Linked DNA regions of Mus musculus: region 2 is linked to region 1. Evidence: chromatin contacts called from public Hi-C data. All regions are on one chromosome and are shown on one strand. The core of a region is the stretch at or near the end of the contact, and the rest is flanking DNA. Distances in the headings are between cores, read along the strand shown.

What was found. Hi-C and Micro-C count contacts between places; a contact is called where the count stands out from the background.
Region 2: a contact with region 1 is called in a Hi-C map of Th1 cells, with 2.3 times the contacts expected there. The contact joins two enhancer-like sites. A contact is called at or near these places in 9 of 484 Hi-C or Micro-C datasets (B cells, the C2C12 cell line, CD8 T cells and 6 more) and 3 of 9 other capture datasets (adipose tissue, liver and pancreatic islet).

Annotation. Positions count from the first base shown.
Region 1 is chr14:74,875,738-74,879,487 of GRCm38.p6, forward strand. All of the region lies in intron 1 of Lrch1 (leucine-rich repeats and calponin homology (CH) domain containing 1), which reads right to left. Among named protein-coding and RNA genes, the nearest start is that of Gm10847, 45 kb to the right of the region's middle. Within about 2 kb of position 1,769, at least 25 of the 459 cell types and tissues checked have an H3K27ac peak or open chromatin away from gene starts, as enhancers often do. A contact at or near this core is called in the C2C12 cell line and Th1 cells, where this site is marked.
Region 2 is chr14:74,994,684-74,998,433 of GRCm38.p6, forward strand. No RefSeq gene overlaps it. Among named protein-coding and RNA genes, the nearest start is that of Rubcnl, 19 kb to the right of the region's middle. Within about 2 kb of position 2,083, at least 75 of the 459 cell types and tissues checked have an H3K27ac peak or open chromatin away from gene starts, as enhancers often do. A contact at or near this core is called in the C2C12 cell line and Th1 cells, where this site is marked.

The DNA.
Region 1 (3,750 bases), core at 519-3,018:
TAAATCTGTTTTTAAAAAAACCTTCTCTCCTGAAATCCAAATCACAGTATTAACACTATGCTCAAGTCACACAAAAATGATGCAAAATTATCTGAGCTTTGCAATGAGAATTCTGTCTTCACAGCAAAGGAATGGAAAGTAATTATTCCGTGTGTGTGTGTGTGTGTGTGTGTGTGTGTGTGTGTGTGTGTGTGTGTGAGTGTGTGTGCGTGTGCGTGTTAGTGTTATACAGGGCATGCTTGAGACACAAGACTCAAATGCATCTTAAGTAGCCTGCTTGTAGTGTAAGCCACCTTGTTTGGTCCGTTGGTTGATTGGTTGGTTGGTTGGTTGGTTTCTTGGTTCGTTGGTCAGTTTCTTGGTTGGTTGGTTGGATTTTTTAAGACAGGGTTTTTCTGAGTAGCCTTGGCTTCCATGTGAACATCTGAGTAGCCCTGACTGTCCCTGCGAGCCTTGCTTGTTTGTTTGCTTGTTCATTTGTTTTTGATTGATTGGTTGATTTTTTTTTTTAAGATAGGGTTCCTCTGAGCAGCCCTGGCTGTCCCTGTGAGCCTTTTTAGCCCCCACCATTGCTGAGCACTCACCGCACAGCCTGATGAACAAAAAAGCTTTCCTAATTCTCAATCTCATTTACAGACAACCTTGCCAGGCTCATTGGCACACTCCTGCAATCCCAGTACTCACACAGCAAAGACGGGAAGATGGTGAGTTCAAGGTCAACCTCCACTAAGAAAAACTTAGTAGGGTGTTTCCCCTTACTTACAAAAAGGAAAGTGGGACATGGAATGTTAAAATAACTTGGCTTCTAGGGCACAGCTTAAAGGTCAAAAAGTTATAAATGTACTGAACGCCATCGAACTCTACACATAAATAAAAATGTGTAAAGTGGGGGATGGAAAGATAGCTCAGCCTGTAAAGCGCTGTATAGTCAGCATGAGGACTCCAAATGGAATAGCCAATACTCAAGGGGAAGCTGGCACCATGGTAGATGCCTGAAATCCCAGAGCAGGGGATGCAGAAATAGGCAGGTCTCCAGCTAGTCTCAGTAAGCAGTGAACTCCAGGTTCAGTGAGCCATCCTATCTCAAAATAAAATAAAATAAAATAAAACAAAATAAAATAAAGGGCTGAGGAAAACAGTGCCAACCCCTAACTTCTACACACACATGTGCTCACATATGCACATATCCATCACATATACACTACACATAGCCACAAATGCTTAAAGTGCTATATTTAATGTCATGTATATTCTAACACACATTTTTTTTAAATGCTTGAAAAGAATAGCTAGATCCAAAATCGGTTTCTTATACCAAAATAAATTCCAAGCAGACTAAAATTTTAGCAGTTTAGAAACTATAAAATTCCTAGGGGTGCAGGGGGTGTGTGAAAACTCTAGGATCCAAACCCAGTAATCCAACAGTCCACCATGAGAATCCCTGCCACTCGCTAATGGTCTCCCACAAATTACTGATTTATGGGTAAAATCCACCCAAAGTGCTATTACCCAGAACTACCTCATTATCATCAAATTAAGTTTCATAATAACTCAGCAGTAATTCATGGCTTCCAGGGAATCTGCCACACACTGGGCACGTCTGACTGCCGAGCATGTGGAGGCCAAGTGCCCGAGCAAGACCAAGAGGCACCTGGAGAGGCAGCCCAAGCAGAGCAGCCAGCTTGTTGACTGTGGAGACAGCCACTGCCAAGGAGCAGGGTCTGTGGGACGGATGCATTCCAGAGCCTACTTTTGGAGCCTGGAGTCAAGGGAGAAATGTTTGCTATGGAAAGGATGCAGAAAATAATCACACTCGTATCTGAAGAAGCCACAGCATACAGCAGGGAACAAACAAAATTACAGTTTTCCAAAATACCTCAGAGTTGAAAGCTTGCAAAAAGCCACAAATCTTTTCCTGTAAGTCTAAATAGAGTTCAGAGGGAGGAGGGAGGAGGGAGGAGGGAGGAGGGAGGAGGGAGGAAGGAGGAAGGAGGGGCCAATCGTGGATTCTCCCTGTGGCCTTCAGACAAATGTGAGTCCCAGATCTGGGGAGGACATTCTCCCTTCAGGCAGAACTAGGGAGTGGGGGTACAAGGTATGAGGGGGACAAGGGTAGAACTGCAAAAGAAGCACAGGGTGGGAAAACCAGAGCTCTATGAAGTCTGAGCTCACCACAAAGAGATGACAAATGCTTTCCACTCTGCCGTTGCTGTGTCAATCCATGCTTTGCTGCCTAGGATCCATGCTTTGTCCTAGGATCAACCTAACTGCATTTCACAGCAGGGAGAAAGTCAAACGCACCTCTCCCAGAATGCAAAGCGTCAATATGGAGTCTCATTCCCATCGCATAAGCCATGCCGGTTCCCAGGCCAGTGGCTCAATGAACATGAAACTAAAAGGGAAATCAGAACTGGCCTCGTGGTAGCACTTTTACCAAACTCTGAGCTTCAGGAGCAAGTAAGCACTTTGACTTCTTACCTCGCAGGTCTTATAAAATAAGAAAGATGCACCTCGGATCCAGATGGCCCTGCTGTAAAGGAGCCTTAGCTCTCCTCTTGCTATATAACTGATTGGTCAATGTTCTTCTTGGACTCACAGGCACAGGATCATTTCCTTAGTCCATGAGTTCCAGTACAGCCTGCCCTTCACCAAGGCTGAGACTCCACTGAGCTCGAATGCTAGGTCCTACTCTGCTGAGGATAGTCCTAAAAACAGAACCAAAGTTTAATTACAAGGGGCTCCAGTGAGTGGAGCATTGCCAACTTCGGCCAGCCAATTAGAGGCCTTAACCATGCCGTTGGTTAGCAGCATTATAAATGTGGTTCTTTTAATTTTTGCTCAGCACACGGGGCACAAGATGCATGCCCACAGGGCTGGGTGCCTAGAGTTCAGAGAGATTTCCCAGGCACTGTCAAATTCAGAACAAAAATTAAAAAAAAAAAAAAGAAAGATGATTTGTGACACTTTCAAGATGGCTAGTCCAGGGGATGCTTTATAAACTTCAGCTGTAGCAACGCTGTGTCCTGTGTCCCATGTCCTGCTCCAGGGCATTTCCATGGTGAGTTGGAGTGGTCATAAGGGGCTGGGGGCAGCAGAGTGCTGAAGCCACCATGGCACAGTCATGCACTCATGACCAAACATTAGACTCTTTCTGGTAGTGATGGGTACTAGGAAGCTGAACAGACCCTCCACGTGACTCCAAAGTCTACAGGGTCACAGCTGAGCCTGTGCAGCCCGTGCCTTAGGCACTTACTGCCCTACACATTTTGTAGCTAACACCAGCTTATAGCCGTTCTTTCTAACTTTTTTATTTATTATTATTATTATTATTATTATTATATTATTTGCATGGCAATCACTTTCACCTGGAAAACATCCCACCATCCCCTTCCTATTTTTTCTTGTAGCCTCTTTCCTTTCATCAAGTAGTCCCTCATATTTTAGTATATTAAAGACATAGTGGTATACACCTACAATACCCAACCCTTGGGAAGTAAAGGCAGGAGGATCAAAGGCAGCCTTGACTACAAACTGATTTCTAGGTCAGCCTGGGTTGCATAAGACCCTGTCTCAAAAAATAAAGGCCAACCAATAAATCAAGCTATGCTTTCCATACTGTACAGGAGAAATTCTATGAAGCCAGCTGTTGTCACTCTGCTTCTACTGTTTAACTGGCTCTGTAGCTGCACAGCAACATGGTTAAAGTGGTTGACCCCAACCCCGCACCACCCAAAGTCATGTCACTGTGAG
Region 2 (3,750 bases), core at 833-3,332, 120 kb after region 1:
GGGAATGAGAGGGTCAGGGGGAGGGGGAACTCTCGCTTAGGTTAGGGGGTGAGGAGGGCAGAGGAACCTTCTGCTAGCGAGGCTCTGTATGATGAAGGCTTCTTCCCACAGCGGTTCTTGATGAAAGAGACAGTCTTTGTTTGTCTAAACTGTTTATTCATTGTTCATCATGGAAAGTGGGTGCAGATGACTTACTCAGTGTGGACCAGAGATTAAATACCTTCTGCAGGAAGGGATGTCCAGGAAGGGAAGCTTATTGGCTAAGCTCTCAGGCTGGTCCATCCAGATACCTCATTAGCACGGAGAACTGGGCTCTATGCTACAGGACAACTAGTGGTCACGCTCTTCATGTGGGGTGTTTTGGTCATGTGTTCCAGGACAGGAACCGGATCAGAGTAGATGAAACTCCTACCATTCTCAGATACATGAAGTACCAGGGTTTCTGAATTCGCTCACCCTTCCCGGTTTTTGTCTGGTGACACAGTTCTACTTGCCCCACAACTGATGACAACCTCTAACTTAGTAAAAGAGTGGAACTTAAGACAGACACATGCTAGTGTCTCCCACAAGGAGCAGAAGATGTATTTAGACATCAGCTAGGGAGGGTATGTCTTCATTATTGTACTTCGGAGTCTTACTCCACAGCCACACTCTGGGAGACTTTGTCTTTTTGAAGAAACTCAAAGTGCACATAGTAACTGATTAAATAAGTACGTGTCATAAAATATTTAAGAAACTATCAGGCAAACTAAAGTTAAGTTGGCCACAAATCTCATGTGGCTGCATGGAAAGGCAGAGATAATATGAAGGAGGATTATTTTGTGATTTGCAAAGTAGTGAGCTAACGTTACCCTGAGTGAAATGATTGTACAGATTACAATGGGCACAGTCAAGATGGATCGTGGGCCCTGTGAGTGAAGGAACTCAAGGGCCTGGCTATGGTTTGGGTTTTCCTTTTATTTGGTTCAGAAGGAGGAGGAGTTTGGTAGTATGGGGCATGGTTTCTATGGTTTTCTGTTTTGGTTGATAGGTGATGCAATCGTTTTTCTACTGCGCAACTTTCTTCCCATAATATATCTGATTTTAATCCTAAGCATGCCTAGTTTTATACATAGGCATTGGATGGTAGATAAGGGATTGTCCCTAAAAATTCACTTGAAAGACGGGTCGCTTTGTTGAGTGGGCTCCCCAAAACAATTTAGACCCAAACCAATAGGGTCAGCCTTCCTGTTCTCCCTACCCAGACACATTGGGAACACATTAGAATAGGAACAATCTAGATTTGATTGTTAAGGCTGGAAATATGTATATCATTACTTAGAAAATGGTGTGTGTGTGTGTGCGCGTGTGTGTCTCAATGCAGGTGGAGATCAGCGGTTGCTAGGTGCATTGTTTAGAGAGTGGCATGTGAGCATAGCACCTGCAATAAAATAATGAGGTTGCCAAGTGAGTTTTTAAAAAGGTGTGAGTGTATGTGTTTGTGTATGTGTGTGTGTGTGTATATATATGTGTGTATATGTATGTGTTTGTGTATGTGAGTGTGCATGTATGTGTGTATGTGGGGTGTGTGTGTGTGTGTGTGTGTGTGTGTGTGTGTGTAAAACCAAGCAAAGTGCAGCAATGCTTGAGTGATCCAGTCCTCCATCTTCTCCAAACCTCACTGTGAACAGGCTTTTAAATGTCATCCATTCTACTGGGCGTCGTCTCTAAAAGCTGGTCATGCCAACGCTCTGACAGTCTTCGGAAAGCCTCTCCACACAGGTGTGGGGACCCCACCCTGCCTGTGGCAGAACAGAGTGCAGGAGAGAGGCAGCAGAGACAACTCAATACAGGCTTATCGAAGAGCTGGGGCTAGGAATGGGCGCGCAGATTTATGTTCGAGCCCAGCTCAAAGTAAGGCCACCCCAGATCTCAGCTGTGTCATCCTGAGGTTCATGATTTCCTCAGACCACAGTGTGGGCAGTTAGGTGTGGCTCTACAGAACAGAACATTTCTTTTGACTTTACCAAAGCACAAAACCACACTCTGAGTAATTCCACGTGTTGGGCTTGGATAAAGACAAGCTGGGACATCCCACGGTTTTAGTGAAGCTGTAAATGTGTCACACTGCTCTCTGCCAACAGAGAACAGGAGACAAGCAAGCAGGCAGGCTAGAGAGGCCAGTGAGAGTCAGGAAGGCCATGTGTCCCTGTGCCCCCCCAGGATGTGTGGTTTTAGCACTAACCACTCTATGTCAGTGAGTTAAAAAAAAAACAAGGTCTGCTTGAGTAGAAGCTGGAGAAAGGGTGAAGTGACCAGAGCTCAAAGCCTTGAGTAGAAGAGAGATGTCGCATAATCACTAGCTGCTACAGAAGTGTTTTTCATGTCTCCTCAAAGACCATAAGTTATAGCTGCACAGTAAGAAATTTGGGTGTGTGAAGATAAGCTGCAAACAAAGAGATGTTCTTTAGGGGAGTGTTCCAGAAGTACTACTAACACAAACACAATCAGTGAAAGCAGGAACAAGGCTGGAAGGAGCACAGGATTCCTTCCCTGCCCAGCAGTCTCCACCCAGAGGCCACTGGTTCTTCCTGCCCTTTTGATGACACTGTGGGTTAAGCTGTCTCCACCTCCACATGCTGAAGTTCTAAACCCACCCAGTTTTGGTCAGGACCTTATTTGGAAAGAGAGGTTTTGCGGATGTAATCAAGTTGTGATCGTGCCATGCTACTTTAGGGTATACTCAGTGACAGTGGTCCTTAAAGAGAAATTTGAAGATTGGCATGCTAGTATATGCCAGTAATCCCCACATGAGAAAGGGCTGAGGCCACCCTGGACTGTAGAAACAACAAAAACAAGCTGGGAGCAAATCACAGAGGAGGGGACCAGAAGGAAGAGGAGGGGTGGGGAGGGGTGGATTTGGACACAGAGACACATGTTAGGGAGGAAGACTATCTTAGTTATTTCCTATTGGCGTGAAGAGACTCCACAATCGAGGCAACTCTTATTAAAGAAAGCATTTAACTCGGGCCTTGCTTGCAGCTTTAGAGGATTAGCCTGTGGTCATGGTGGGAGCAGGTAGACACGGCACTGGAGCAGTAGCTGAGAGCTTTATATACCGACCCACAGGCAGCAGGCAGAAAGAGTAGGCAAAGCCCACCCCCCAGACACACCTCCTCCAACAAGGCCATGCCTCCTAATCTTTCCAAAACAGTTCATCCCTGGGCACTACGCATGCTAACCTATGAGCCTATGGGGCCCAATCTTATCCAGATCTCCACAAAGATGAGATATGAAGTTAAAGATGGAAATTGATGGCTTCTAAAGGCAGGGATTACTCAATACTATTGGCGACCACAAGAGTCTAGGACTGAGGCATGGAGCAGATTCTCTCCCAGAGTGTCCTCGAGTAAGCCAACCCTGCCCGGTACCTGGATTCCAGCCCCACCCCCACCAGAACTGGAGAGAAGACAGCTCTGCTATTTTAAGCAGCCCAGATTATGGCTATTGGCTCTGAGAGTCTGCGGGAATGAACGCAAGGGCTTCCACACACATGACTGATCACTTACTTAACGAAGATGAATTGAGAAAGCTCAGTATTCTATCCTCATTATGAGAGAATCCAAGCAGAGTGACAAACAGAGGAGGTGTTATAGCTGAGATGTGACATGTGCCCTCCAAGCCTGGGTTTGAACATCAGGTCTCTGGCTTGTGCATTAAGGCCTTGAGGATGTGGGACCTGAGGGATGGAGGTAGGCTCTAGGATTGATG